2 separate regions of the Cyprinus carpio genome follow, and region 2 is linked to region 1. A link is a contact called in public Hi-C data. All regions are on one chromosome and are shown on one strand. The core of a region is the stretch at or near the end of the contact, and the rest is flanking DNA. Distances in the headings are between cores, read along the strand shown.

Region 1 (7,783 bases), core at 2,195-4,694:
GCACACACACACACAAAAAGCAAACATTTCAGTCCTTGCTGGACTATCCTCAGTGCTAAAGAATACAACAACGGTTAACAAACACTTAGATCAAGGCACAAATCAGAGACATCAGATGATTAACTGAGTCAGCTGAACAATTAAATGCAGTAAATAGGGTAAACATACCTATTAATCTCACCAAAATCTACACTGAGACATTTTAGTGCACAAGATATCAGTTTCAGTACAAGTTGTTAAAATAAAATATTAATCTCTCACTTAATATTTTATTTTATTTTAAATGACAAAAGGATTAATTAGATAATCATTAAATGCAAAAAGTCTGGCTGTTCTTAATGGGTACATTTTTGTACCCTATAAGCACACCCCTGTTCCCAATAAGCTCACATCATATTAAAAATTCTTGTTTATTTTATAATGTTTTTCAAAGATTCGTTTTTGGTATTCGTGGATTCTGAATGCATTGCCACAGATTTCGCTTACGCTTCGCAGTTTTTCGTTTGGTGTTTTGACACAAACCTCTCGTGGGGGCGGGCTTAACAGTGATGTACTCTGATTGGATAGTGAGCTTTTGATGGACAGGTGCTCTCTGACCGGGAAGTACAGACGCCACTCAGTGGTGCACATATTGGAAAGCTCTCGCGGTGATTAAATCTGGTCTCTACCGCAAAAATTCTTTTTCACAGACAAAGTAAAAGAAATTTATTTAAAGCTCATACACAAGGTTCTACCCTGTAAAGAAGTTTATACAAAGATTTAAATCTGACTGATTTTACAAGCTCTTTTTGTTCAAGTTCTGAAGAAACTGTACACTTATTTTGGTCATGTCACTACACTGAGAAACTTTGGGATGATATTGGTGCGTTTGTCAAGTAAGATTTTGCCAGGCTTCTCAGCACATATGAAAAACATTATATTTGGGTATTATGACTCTGACCCCACAAACGAAAATATCAGTTTTGTTATTAAATTTTTTCCTAAACAAATTTCACATTCACATATGCAAATTCTCCAACTGTAAACCTGTCTTCTCTGTTTTCCTAAAAGAAATGGAGAAACTATTTGAATGTAACCTCAGTATCTACTAATAAGAAAGCTATAAGGACTTTTAGAATTTGCTCTGCCTTTGATCTCCTTGTGTAATTTTGTTTAGATTGTGGCCCTCTTTTTCTTTAGTTCCATTTTATTCTTTATTGTTTTTTTTTTCTTTGTTTTTTTTTGTGGTTGATATTATGTGATGTATGTTTATACTTTTGTATGTTTTTGTTCTCTGCATTAATAAAAAAGAAAAAGAAAAAAAAAGCTCTCGCTGTGATTTGTATGCAATACGTCGTGCCTTGTATTACTAAATATGTAAATAATATTTGACCTTCGATTGTCTCAGTCTGTAAAGATAAGCTCTCAGGAGAGACACAGAGCGGCATCATCTTCCTCCCCCGCTTGTCCTTCAAGGCAGCTTGAAGTAAGCTTGTGTTACTGAAGTAACCAATAACATTGATACAAGTTGTATTCAAGTTGTATTCAGTGTTACAGTGTGCAGCAGTTCGTTGCGGGTTATTATTGTCATTCAGTAACACAAGCTTACTTCAAGCTGCCTTGAAGGACAAGAGCTCATCTTTACATACTGAGACGATCGAAGGCCAAATATTATTTACATATTTAGTAATACAAATCATCACTAGAGCTTTCCAATATGCGCGCCACTGAGTAGGGCTGCACGATTAATCGCATGCATTTGTCATGCGTGTCTCATCAGTAAAGCCGGTTCCATGATTAGCGGTAAATGTCTGTCACCTGTTTTCAAACGGGAGCGGCAGTTAATACACAGAGCAGTAGTTCACTGACAAGCTACGCAATATTCTGTTCATAATTGAGATTAATCGCATTCAATTATGAACACGATATTTGTGCGACTGAGTTCATTTTTTTCATTTTCATTGTGTTTTTCTTCTTTTGTAATGGCATATTTTTGATAGTTTCTGAAAAAGTTATGTTCAGTTTTATAACGTTTCGTTCATTTTTATAGAAGCAAATGTAATTCCATACTCATCTTCCATAAAATGCATTGCACCCATCTGAATATTTGGGTTGAACTGTTCTGGAACAGTGTTGTAAATACAACCACTGATTTCTAGTTGTGTCCTCTTTTGGAAAGCCAAACAAAGTAGTTTTGCTTTCACAGCGTCTCCATACCATGGCGCCAGCGGCAACAGCAAGAATAAAAATTACAGCTTCTTTCTTTGCGTGAACATTTGGACGGCTTTATGCAAATCTTCCCACATCATGATGTAGACATGTGGGCGTGTGTTAGAATGAGCCGTTTTAAATTTTATAAAGAATATCTCTTTGGATTTGAGACTTTGATCTTCTTCATGCACCAAGAGCTTGTAACACTCCAAAGAGAAAGGAAAAATTTTAATTGCATCATATGACCCCTTTAAGTCACATTAGTCTGTATCACAATTCCTGTTTTTCAGCCCCAAAATTAAGATCTCTTTGATTTTTGGAACTTATAATTTTTAAGACACTGAGGACTCTTATTACTTTAAGTTATTTTAATTTGAAATGGAATTGAAGACTTTTTAAAGACCCGCGTGGATCCTGAAAACCTCTGATCCCAAACACAATTGCAAAGCAAAATCATGGACAAAGAAGTTGCAGCTTCCACAAGTGTGCTCGATACCACTTCATACTATGTTCTTAAACCGGCCCTTAGCTTTGAAGAACATATTTTATCGGTTCTTTTCGATACAATAACAACTTTTAAAAAATATTAATTTAAAGTTAGATTTAAAAACCAACCTTGTACACTTGACCATATGTACCATTTCCAACCACTTCGACCAGTTCAAAAATCCCGGCTGGGTCCTAGAGTAAAACAAACGGTAAGAATAAAAACTGTGAAACTATGTCAATGTAAATTAAAACAAAACAAACAATGGATTTAACAAATAAAGCTCCCCGTGGTATGTATTTAACACGTATGCTACTGGAGTTCAAACAAAGAAAAGACCGAAACTCTTAAGCGATGGCTATTCCACATAACGTAAATGAATATTATGGGTTTAACGCTTTCTCTCGTTTAAACAAAGACTACGATACGCTCGTGGATTCTGAAATCATCGGTATCGACTGCAAAAGACAATGAAAACAAGCTAATGTAGTCGGTAGAGGCTACTCACCCGTAATGAAGAAAGGTCTATGTCTACTAGACTTTTCGCTGGAGAGTCGTTCGCCATCTTTCATTTGTATAATATTTGCTGTAACAATACTCTTCACACTGTCGGCCGTAACTGCAAACCTGTGTACGGTTCGTTTACTATAGCAACATTTCTCTAATGCAGGACACACGCTGATAATTCATGGTGAGTTGAATGGGATTGGAGCAGTAGCTCCCTGTACCTTACAGAAATGTCCGATTCGCCAGTGAATCATTTTAAACGGTTCTTTTTTTGTGTGTGTGTGTGGGGGGGGGCGTTTCTAAATCACCCCACTGTAATCTAGTTAACATTAATTTGTTTTGTAGTTAAACTGTGACGTGAGAACAATTTTCTTTATATTTATATTAATGTAAATTAATAGTGTTCATATTCAACATTACTGATGTGTAGGTCTACTTTATTAATAATAATGGAAACAATACTGCTAACAGTTGTTAACAATGATGTCTTGAAAAATAAACAACACAGCTTTGGACTCAGCCGTACCAACAAAATGAAAGTAAATTGCTACAGGCTCTCACTTTTGATAGCTCAAAAGAATAGGTGGGTCAGTTTGTGAACCGCTTTTTTAAGTGTCACAAGAACGAACCGATTCATTGATTCTCTAAAGTGAATCTTGCATTCTAGAGCTAAACACAGGAAGTCGGTGTCGTGAGAAATCGGGTCCTCCCTCAAAATCGAGACGAAATTAACTAGTTACGCAAAAGATATTATTTAAAACTGTTTTTTCCCCACTTGATAAAATGTTAATATAATGAACCAAATACATAATTAAAAGATTGTTAAGAATATATAGGGTAATCCGTTTTCTGTTCTTTAAATAATGTTACAGACAACGGCTGTATTTGGTATCTGAGGTATGCACATACATCACTGAGGCAGTCTCATTTCAGAAAAGTAACCATTACTTTCCAAAGTAAGAAAGAAATAATGATTTTAAAAAAAACGCTCACTATGAATAACAGACAGTTTTATAATTATTACATTTTTGAGACACCCTCATATTTGGCCTACAAATGCAACCTACAGAGGGAAGCCTTCAAAATGACACTCAGTGAATGAGTTAGATTTGAAAAAAATAAAAAACCTTAGGTAACTGCAAAAGTGGTTGTTTTATATCTTGTTGACTTAGAAGGAGCTCTGCAGAGCTTAATTTTATTTAGTGCTAATCATCTTTTTACTGGTTGATAGACTTGAATTAAGCACCAACAGTCATTCAAAAATTGCTAACTAGATTGTGACTCTTCTAAGAAATGCTTACTCAGGTTTGTTTGCTCAGTTTGCCCTGCCCTTGGCTGTGAATCAGTCAACCAGCTGTCATGAGAAATCTAGTCCCACAATTCCTACACAATCACCTTATAATACATGTTGTTTAAACTATTTTATAATAACCATCATTGTCTGTTGTAGTTAGCTTACATACTAGCATAGCATACAGATACCAGTTAGCCAGATGGCTTACACTCTGGATTTGCTCTTCCCTGTCTGACATAATAAAACAGTCAGCTTCAGTAGCTGCACATATTATGTGATTAATTTCAAATTAATTCATATAAGAGTTGTGCGGAGTGGAGTTAAGTGTGATCTTCTATGAAATATGAGTCGACTCGCTCCCTCAGTCAAAATCGAGGGATTAAGGGTCTGTCCATTTAATTTTTCCTCTTCCATTTGATGAAGTGAATCGTACTTCAAAATAATGGTGGGCAATCCCCAGAGGGGAAGTGCTTAGAGAAGTTCATGAGTGTATGTTTACAAGTGAAGTGGAATGCAGCACAGTCAGTGGGGATATAGAATCCTTCCAGGTCATACCCATTTCATTCATTCTGATCAGTCCCTATGCAGTTGAGCTGATCACTAAGCCCTTAGCAAGGCAATTTGCCAGTAGGCATAGTCAGCATTAATGCTTATCCAGTTCCCAGATGGCCACTGGGCAAATTAAAATCTGCAGAGCAATGGACAACAAGCAGAAATTACTTTTTATGCTTTGTAGGTCAAGAGTTGGGTTGGGCTTAGTCCTTATTCTTATTTTAAATTATACTTTGAAATTTTCAAATTGCTTCATATTGTTTTCTAACCAATTGTAAATACTGGTTCAGTATAGATGTTTATTAACTGCTGAGAACTAAATGGCTGTTAAAACCATAGGCATTCGTTCTCATTTGTTAAATTCTTAAAGGTTTTGTTTTGGGAAATGTCTATGAAACAAGCTCTAATGCTCCCTTTATAAGAAAGAGTAAAACTTGAATGTGAACATTCACAAGCTTGAAAATTCGTTCTTGCATCATTTCTAAATCATTCTCCAAACATACCTTTAAAACTGTAAGACACTGATTCCATGTTATGAGCTTCTTTGAAAATGGCATCACATCACTGTTGTCAGCAGCTTTCAGTCAATGCCTTGAATGTCTTGAATAGAGAGAAAGTAAGAATCAAAATGATGTATTACGTTGCTAAAAACTTAAGCATAAACCATTGTACTGTGCTGAAAATCCTTTACCTAAATTATTTTTTTGGTCAAAAATCTTTAGCCTTTTACAAAGATTGTGTATTTATTTTTTGGAATTGATTGATTTGAGCGTATGTACCACAATAACATTAACTAGCAATTTTAGGCAAACTCTCTCCAGGTCAAAATGACTGGAACACAACATAAGGGTTAAAAAGACCACCCAGTCAGAAAAGTGTAAGCTACAGTACACTTTATTTAGCAGATGCTGATATAAACCTACTCTACGATATGGCCTTAGTACAAAAGCACAAGAACTCATGTTGGCAATATTGCCAACCATGTCTATATGAAGTTTCTATGTCATGTTGATGGTTGAAGAGCTGTAGCATTCATTCATAAAGGTATTTATTTATATTTTTAATCTATCCATCCATCTATCTATCTATCTATCTGTCTGTAGTATTCATGACAAAATTTAATTGAAATGAAAGATGAAGATTAATAGAATGAAGATGAAAGAAATCTAATATGATTTCAATTCTTAACATTTCATGTAATATTTATGCAATCTATTAAGACATAAATGACATGGATATGCATGAGTAACATCATAGCACGTAAAGTTACTTCCTTTAGCAAACATTGTAATGAATGTCCCAGACTTCTCTGACTTGTTCAATTAATGGCTTTGAAAAGACACATAGAAACATAAAATTTTTTGCTTTCAAATATAAAATAGGATTTATTTCATGTTGATTTACAAATTTACATAAAAAAAATGCAGCATTTAATTAGTAATTTGCACAGGAAAATGTAGATAATGGACATACACAAGACATGCACATCACAGAGAAAAAAAAAACAATGAGAAGAAAATTAGTGTGAATGCTCAAAGGCCTCTTATAGTCTATAAAGATTATTATATAGACATAAGCTACCCATCCACACATTACAATCGAAATGTATATTACACGCCACGCATAAATATGGTGCTTGTTCAAACATGATTTAAAGAAGGACTTCACACAATTTGGCTCCAGTTTACAATTTACTCATCCTGAATGTTTCAATTTTTTTTCAATTAATATTCTTTCATGATGAAAATCACAAACTCTCACAGACTCTTGAAATATAAAAACACCTGTTGTTGTTACTAAATATCATTAAGGCTATATTCAAGGTAGGAGTGTGCAGCCTTTTGAACCCATGGGGAAAATTAAATGGATGTCAGTAGAACGTTGTAATTTCTGGTTTGTGAATGAACTAGACATTTAAATGTGTATAAGAAACAAAGATACAGAGAAACAGGGTTACAGTACATGTAATATTAAATTAAGTAAAATTAGTTTTTCTTTTAATCATATTTTACAATATGGAAATAAGGTGACTGCTCATTTCCAAACTGAAGCACATGGATTTTTTTTTTTTTTTTAACTAACACACAGTAAGGCCAGTTTTGATATTTGCAAGCCCATGGGAAGCATTTGGTCAGTTGTACACTCTACCCAGGCACAAAACAGAGGTGTTATTTTCAAATGACCGAAGATGCTTAAAAAAAAAACTTCCCACTGTTTTAATGTTTGATGCTACTGGTAAATGGTTTGACTGCACCTGAACTAAATAAAACTTCCTAATGTAGGCCATTAGTGATGACAACAATGCAAACTGAGAATATGACGCAAACCTTTAATAATTAAATATATGTTAAATAACACATATATATCTAATCCCATTTTATTAACCAGTGTCTTTGTTGCTGACCTTTGATGATCCAGTTCAACCATACTAATAAGGAAAAATGACTTTAGATAGACTAACAATTGTGCTTTATTTTTTATTGCTGAAGAGTGTTGAACCTTCTTCTCCTGTGTTCTACTGTACAGACGTGAATTTACTTTTCCTTCAACATGGGGTTTATTCATTACACTTTTTGGTGTGAATGGGCATTTATATTTGCTATAAATAGAACTTCTTATATTAAGAACAATCAAGCCCTCCTCATATTTAAAAAGTAATGCGAAATAAAACAAAAAGTAATGCAATACATAACTCACAATAAAAAGCAACAAATAATGCATAGTAATTACTTTTTTAGGGAGTAATGCAATAT
Region 2 (7,783 bases), core at 3,878-6,377, 170 kb after region 1:
GCTCACATTTAACAAAAACCTACCAATTCATCTCAACAAATTAGAATATGGTGTCATGCCAATCAGCTAATCAACTCAAAACACCTGCAAAGGTTTCCTGAGCCTTCAAAATGGTCTCTCAGTTTGGTTCACTAGGCTACACAATCATGGGGAAGACTGTTGACCTGACAGTTGTCCAGAACACAATTATTGACACCCTTCACAAGGAGGGTAAGCCACAAACATTCATTGCCAAAGAAGCTGGCTGTTCACAGAGTGCTGTATCCAAGAATGTTAACAGAAAGTTGAGTGGAAGGAAAAGGTGTGGAAGAAAAAGATCCACAACCCACCGAGAGAATCGCAATGTTATGAGGATTGTCTAGCAAAATCGATTCAAGAATTTGAGTAAACTTCACAAGGAATGGACTGAGGCTGGGGTAAAGGCATCAAGAGCCACCACACACAGACGTGTCAAGGAATTTGGCTACAGTTGTCGTATTCCTCTTGTTAAGCCACTCCTGAACCACAGACAACGTCAGAGGCGTCTTACCTGGGCTAAGGAGAAGAAGTACTGGACTGTTGCCCAGTGGTCCAAAGTCCTCTTTTCAGATGAGAGCAAGTTTTGTATTTCATTTGGAAACCAAGGTCCTAGAGTCTGGAGGAAGGGTGGAGAAGCTCATAGTCCAAGTTGCTGCCAAAAGCAGCAAAAGTTGGTTAAATGACTATGGTGTTGGTGTGCTTGACTGGCCAGCAAACTCACCAGACCTGAACCCCATAGAGAACCTATGGGGTATTGTCAAGAGGAAAATGAAAAACAAGAGACCAAAAAATGCAGATGAGCTGAAGGGAAACCTGGGCTTCCATACCACAAAACTGAACACCTCCATGCCACGCCTAATTGAGGCAGTAATTAAAGCAAAAGGAGCCCCTACCAAGTATTCAGTACATCTACAGTAAATTAACATACTTTCCAGAAGGCCAACAACTCACTAAAAGTTTTTTTTTTTTTTCATTTTTTTTTTTTTTTTTTTTTTTTATTGGTCTTATGAGGTATTCTAATTTGTTGAGATTGAGAGTGAATTGGTGGGTTTTTGTTAAATGTGAGCCAAAATCATCACAATTAAAAGAACCAAAGACTTAAACTACTTCAGTCTGTGTGCACTGAATTTATTTAATGCACAAGTTTCACAATTTGAGTTGAATTACTGAAATAAATTAAATTTTCCACGACATTCTAATTTATTGAGATGCACCTGTATACTCTGTCCTACACTACTCTGTCCATATGAACACATTTGCTAGCATGTGTGCCCAGAGACGGATTATGACACAGTGTTGCCCTGGGCACGGACCAATTAAAGGCCCCCTCGGTTGAAATTGCATTCCTTTTTTATTTGAAATTTTCCCAAATGTGTTAACTCTATCATAAAATATCACTATTATCAAATAGAAGTATACATTTTGCACCTTTATAGATCATGTTAGTTGATCTTTAATGGGCTATGGGAAAAGTAGCCTAATATTAGTGTAATCTATTAACTAGCCTAAAACCCATCTTTCAACTTGTACTAGATATGTGTGTCATGTGTGTCATAAATATTTTTTTAATATGACTGACTTTGTATATAATGTAAATTTAGTAAAAACATTGTAAGTTACTAATTATAACACTTTCATTGTACATAAAGAGAGCAAAAAAGATTTGCATTTTCATAGAATAATATTATCATTGACTTCAGTTCAAGCTCTGAAACCCCCATTCGTACACACATCTACACTTTGTTTTCTCTGATGAGAGAATTCGCCAGAGCAGAATTCAGCCAGCGAGCGCACTGAACTAAAAAACTGTAGTGATGACTCATCTGAACGCCTCTGATTGGTCATTGCATTCATAAGCTCAACAGATTCCTCTGTGATTGGTTATAATGAGAAGCGCTGTAATGCAATACAACATGAAGTGATTTGCAGTCGCACATTTTGTAATGTCATAACATTTTATTTTATAAATGGATCGGTTCCTGCCCGACTAAAGATTTTCTTCTAGTCAACTAGTTGCACGTTTATATTAAATATATTAATATAATAACCTACTAAACCATTCTTTAATATATCAGCATTTAGGCATAGCCTATCCCAAGCTCAAGAGCGCGCATAAAGATTGCCGCAAAGCACTGGCAAAATACTGATTATAAATGCATTGGGGAAAAATATGACATTGTAATTATTTATTACTAAACTAGTGCTTTCTCAGTCAATGTCAGCTGCAAAGATGAAGTTGCCATATGGCGACGCTGCTGGCCATCTCCACAGTAATGGACGTGATATAGAGTATACTGAAAATAATCGATATTGTATCGGATCTAAATCGGAATCTAATCAAATCGTAAGCTTGTGAAGGATAATCGAATCGAATAGTGAAATTTGTGTCAAAACCCAGCCCTATTGTACAGGTGTAAAATACTGCCGGGAAAGTGAATATAGTTTTTATTATGTTGACTCTGAATCTTTTTCTGACCCATGATTAAAATACTTTTAGATATATAAACCTGAAGAGAAACAAAAGGTTGACTGGGTAACCACTTGGCTATCGTCACACTGAACATGGGTGTTTAATTGTGTCATTAACAAATGGTGGCAAGTAGTCATTTGACACCGCTGTCATCAGAAGCAGGGCTACAACTATACTGCAGGCAACTGAATATGAGTTCAGTGGTCTCTCACAGGTCCTGGGACTAATATTATAGCATCAAATGTTCATCAAAGAGTAAAACAAAAACACATAAATGGAATATTAGAATGACCCACAGATTCCATCTGACAGATGTAGGTCTAAGTCATGTTAATCTGAATTTTCTTCTCTACACTAAAACACAGACTGAGAATGTTGCCCTTTTTTTAGTAGTTACATATTTTTCTTAAAAAAAAAAAAAAAAACGGCATTTAACTTAAGCCCTAAAGACACTGCACGATTTTCAGCTCTCCCAGATGAAAGACTGGCATCGTGAAACAACTGTGGCAATTTCTGTGATCGTGGCTCCTAATCGGTGGTCCCGTGTCGTACAGTGAGAGAGGTTTAAAGATGGCTGTTGTCATGATCTTGCGACCAAAGATAACCTACAATACAACATTTTCATTGCACAGTGTGTTTGCTGGTACAATCCACATTTACTGACCAACCAATAAAAATGTGACATGAAATCAACACGATGTGGCGCTTAAACATAAAACTGCTTACCTCAAGCTCTTATGCCTTCCTCTTTCACCGCTTCCAGTTTTTTTCAGCACGCATAAAAAATACAACTGCTAAAGTGTGATTTATCATGCTTTTTGTTTACTACTAGTGCATGCTGATGACATTTTATTAGGAATGTGCGTTGTAGCGTATGAGTCAACAGGTATCATCATTATACAGCCTACACACATGTCTTAGCCAAGTTTATTAGATCCATGTCACACAGTGTGACATGGAATGATCTTGTAAGACTTATAAAAATTGTGCAGTGTGTTTAGGGCTTTAGACAAATTGATGGCAGGGGAACAAAAGCATGCAATTAATTTCCTAAAAAATATATAGCCTATAAGAGAATTACTTAATTTTTTAAAGTCAGCTAGTCTCAAACAAATAGCATGTATTTGTACAGCAACACTTCAATCACATCTGTTGTGACCTACAGTGGAATCACACTTCTAAATACTACATCTTCTGATCTTTACAAAAGTTTACAGTCTCTGTGAAAAACATTCAATTGTTAAACCCATTTTGAATGAATGTATGAATAAATATTATTCAGCCTTTAAAATAAGTATAATCTAGCATAAACTGTAGCCTAGAATGATTAGTTCACATACAGTAGATATGAGATTAGGTAGAGGAGGTTTTAAGATCTACCAGAATTTAACCATTGGGTATCAAGCTTAAAATCATCACTGCCCAATGCAGCACACGCTCCTTTTTCTCGCTTTGTTGTATGAACTAGGTTACGTCTTCAGTCTACTGAAATCTGAATGCATGAACAAATTTACGCAACATTACTGACCCCAGTCTTTCGTTTGCTCCATACGCTGAGGAATTTGCGTAGCGACGACGTCTGAGACTGATACATGAACGCTCTTCCTTGCTAAATTTATACCAATTGCAGTCCCTGCTGACAACGACAGGTTTTAATAAGGCGTTTTAGAATGTCTCATAAATAGTGGGCTATGTGTCCCTATTATAATTAATTAAGGCATCGTGAGTCATGTAAAACAAGTCAGAAGCATTGTCTCAGGCCTTTTACTTAACCTTAATTATTGACATTTCCAAAGGCAATCTAGTAACACTATTACGAGATTAGGCTCTATGTAAATTAGCTGGTAGTATTTCGCCTACTTTGAAGGAATGCCAGCGCTTTTCTTAACGTTCTGAGGCCTCTAAAATAGCACATCAAAAGCATATAGTAAGCTTGAGATATTAACCTTTATCAGACACGGCTGTGAAGGGGAAAATTCCGTTGAGACATAGCCTGATACCCAACAAACTGCCAGTTATATTCAAGGCAGCCTGACTGTTGTCAATAATGTTTTTAATACATTAAAATTACGTTGCGAAAATGTGTGTCCATGACACTTGTCGCATTAAGATTTAAATAGGGGTCACCGACAATTTCATAATAACTGGTTTTCCTTTCACTCCAAACTTGTCAAGCGCTGACTATGCCATTCGTATTAAAGGCTTGATTTACACTATCATTTGAAATGTTATTAGTATCTATTGGACTTGTGCACACAAGCTTTGCTTTTTAAAATGGCTTATTAGTGGTCCATACAAACCAGCAAATGCTGTTTTGCTTTCTGCGGAGGTGGTGACAGCAGGAGGCTTTAAAGACAAGAGACCCCTTAAAAGAAAGCGTAACATTACGCAGAAGGTGCTCAAGACAAGTCATTCAAAAATAACCCAAAAACTCACCTCAGGAATGCACTGCGTTTTCTAAAATAATGAAAATGTCCCCCAAGATGTAGTCACTCTCCAGATAAATGCGAACTGTTATTTCCAAGTCGCGATCACCGTATATCCAATGGCACGCTGTTATAACGGTGACGATTACAGAAGCTCTACAAGCTACCGCAAGGAGATTAGCTAAAATAGTCAATATGGCCGGCGTCAGAAGGCAGCATGGGGCGTGGTTCGCTGAAAGAGGAGAAGGGGAGACGTGCGCCCCTCCATGTTAGGTTAGTGTTAGTTTGGAGGGGTCACAAGCGGAAACCCAGAAACATTTACAACACACGTAACGCTCTGTGACTATTCTATTATTTTATTTAACCTCCAAATATCCACTCTGTTAAATTCCTAGTCAAATTTACACATAAAAACTTGTTTTAAAATTTTCAACGTATTAGCATATCGGGGTAAATGCACGAAGAGTTGATTGCTGTAAAGTTTGAGTGCTTAGGAAACAACAGTCTAAGCCATGTCCAATTCACAGTTCACTGGAAACGTGCTTTATTTTAATTGACATTATTAGCTGTGGTTAATAGCTCTCTCTCTCTCTCTCTCTCTCTCTCTCTCTCTCTCTCTATACACAGACTAGTGACCTTGTTGATATATCTTATGTTTGAAAAGCGAGTAAAATGTGACCTTACTAAAACAGTAGTCTATTACAAAAGTTCCTATGTGATGCCATCTAGTGAAAAATAATTATTGTGCACTAAAGAAGTCAGCTGAGGGTCGTTTCTCTTCTGTGTTATTTACTTTTGGTAAGCTAAACGTTTTACTGAATGAAGTATGATTACCCTTAACTGGAATGCTATCCTTAAGTATGCACATACATATCACTAAAATGTACATTGAAGCGAATTTTATACAGCGATAAGTAGGCTACTCATGATAAGATTAATTTAAGACACTTTAAATTTTTGTAGTATCATGTAGTCATGTAGTATATATTCTGTATATAGGCCTGTTTGTGTATATTTGTTTGTAACATCTGTTGAATGTTTCCACATCTTTGTCTTTTGTCTATTTAGTGTCAATTTGTCCTAAAGTGTCACTGTGATGCTGGAACTGCTTAACTAAGTTTATACTAAGGTTTCCTGAGATACTGTTCTAATTTTTTTTCCGGTAGGTTGATTATGGCAACAGGGACATTGTATAGCCTGATAATAGAGAGATCAATCTCAGTCTATTCTTTCAATAGGTTAGCTAGTGTACGTTTATACTGTATGTCTATATGTTTATATTGTTTTGTTTCATATATGTTTCTGTTTATATATGTTTAAATATGTAGCACTGTCATCCTGTAATCCATGAAAAACCTCTGGGGAAAGTTTTATTTACACATTGCACCTCAGTGAGGTTTACTAGGTTCTTAAAAATGAAAGATGCCTCCTAAAAATATTTGTCAGTTTGTTGTAGGCCAGATTTAACTTCTGCAAAGCCACCAAACCACTGACGGCCAATTCTACACTTGTATATTACTGTACATAGAATTTTAAGGTTGGACAGCTGGGAGACATCTTCATTATTTATCTTCTGTATAACACAAAAAAAATGTCAGAATATGTACCTTTGTCTGTTATATTCACTGGTTCCAAACTGAGGAAGCTTTTAATGCAGAACACCTTTATGTTTTGTGCACATTTCAAAGAAAACGGTACAATTCTTAACTGAGTATCTATTCACAAGATCTATGAATACACAACAGTAAAGCAGGAATGACACAAAATCACAGAACTGAATTAAATACACACCATGCATAGATATTTTTAGATTAACCCTGATATATCTTTGTTAAAATGTCCAGTTGGAATTCTCTTTTTTATTTTCATTACTTTTCTTCAGTTTGCCTACACCAGAAGTCTACACCACTCTAAGTGCATTATTAAAGGGATATACTGTTATGCTGCAAATGTAATATTGCTGCATTGTGAAAATAGCATATCTAAAATTCTCTAACTTTTCAAGAACTTTTAATGTTGGTGTAGGTTTTGTTCATGTGTTTGTCTTTTATTTTGTATTCAGGTGTTCCTGTGGTTCAGTGGTAGAGCAAAGTTTGTGGGGTCAATTCCCAGGGGAACACATGTTAGGTAAAAAAAAATGTTAGCCTGAATGCACTAAGTAGCTTTGGATAAAAGTATCTGCTAAATGCATAAATGTCATGTTCACAGTATAGCTCCTGGTGTGTCTTGTGATTCTCTAGCAATTCCAGTGATTATCCAGTCTCTGTGTATTTTAAGCCCTCAAGTTTGCCATGGTTCCTTGTTGTGTATTTAGTTTCTGCACCACTTTTGGTGAATCTTCTGTGTTCATGTGTGTTTACTTTCTAGTCAAGTGCAAATTTAATTAGTCAAGTCAACATGATGTTTACTGTACATTTTATATTCCTTATAATAAATTGGGTTCTTCACTTCAGCTCTGGTTTAAAGGTTGTTTTGTTAGTATGTATGCTTTTTTTAGTTTATTTATTTGTTTGTTTATTAGTTTTATTGTTATTTATTTGCTCTAAATCCATTTCTTTTAGATGTGTCTCTTACTAAGATCTTATTTACTGTATGTTTGATCATGTAACATCTGACATCTGCTTGACCTGCAAATAACCTGTTTTTAATTAAACCTGCAAAGTTTGGTTCAAAATTTTTATATGAATTTTAAATTCTAAATTTAAATTTCTACATTTTAAATTTAAATTCATATATTCATCCGTATGCAGAAAGTGTTCCCTCGGATGGCGTAAGACATATGTGTCACGCACCACTGAGATATGCTAGTCTCACAGGTTTGTTTAAGGAAGCAAAGTTTCCTTACTTTAGCAATGGAAAGCCAGTCTCC

Evidence for each region. Hi-C and Micro-C count contacts between places; a contact is called where the count stands out from the background.
Region 2: a Hi-C map of liver shows a contact between it and region 1, with 3 times the contacts expected there. The contact joins the promoter of LOC109051864 here to the promoter of LOC122136040 in region 1. A contact is called at or near these places in 2 of 8 Hi-C or Micro-C datasets (both in liver).

Annotation. Positions count from the first base shown.
Region 1 is chrB1:5,337,166-5,344,948 of ASM1834038v1, forward strand. LOC122136040 (mitogen-activated protein kinase kinase kinase kinase 4-like) reads right to left here and starts at 3,445. Exons shown (of 4, transcript XM_042717567.1): 1 at 3,186-3,445; 2 at 2,806-2,871. The coding sequence starts at 3,242. LOC109085838 (LON peptidase N-terminal domain and RING finger protein 2-like) reads right to left here. Exons shown (of 12, transcript XM_042716315.1): 12 at 7,757-7,783.
Region 2 is chrB1:5,508,022-5,515,804 of ASM1834038v1, forward strand. LOC109051864 (radixin) reads right to left here and starts at 5,128. Exons shown (of 15, transcript XM_042716319.1): 1 at 4,925-5,128.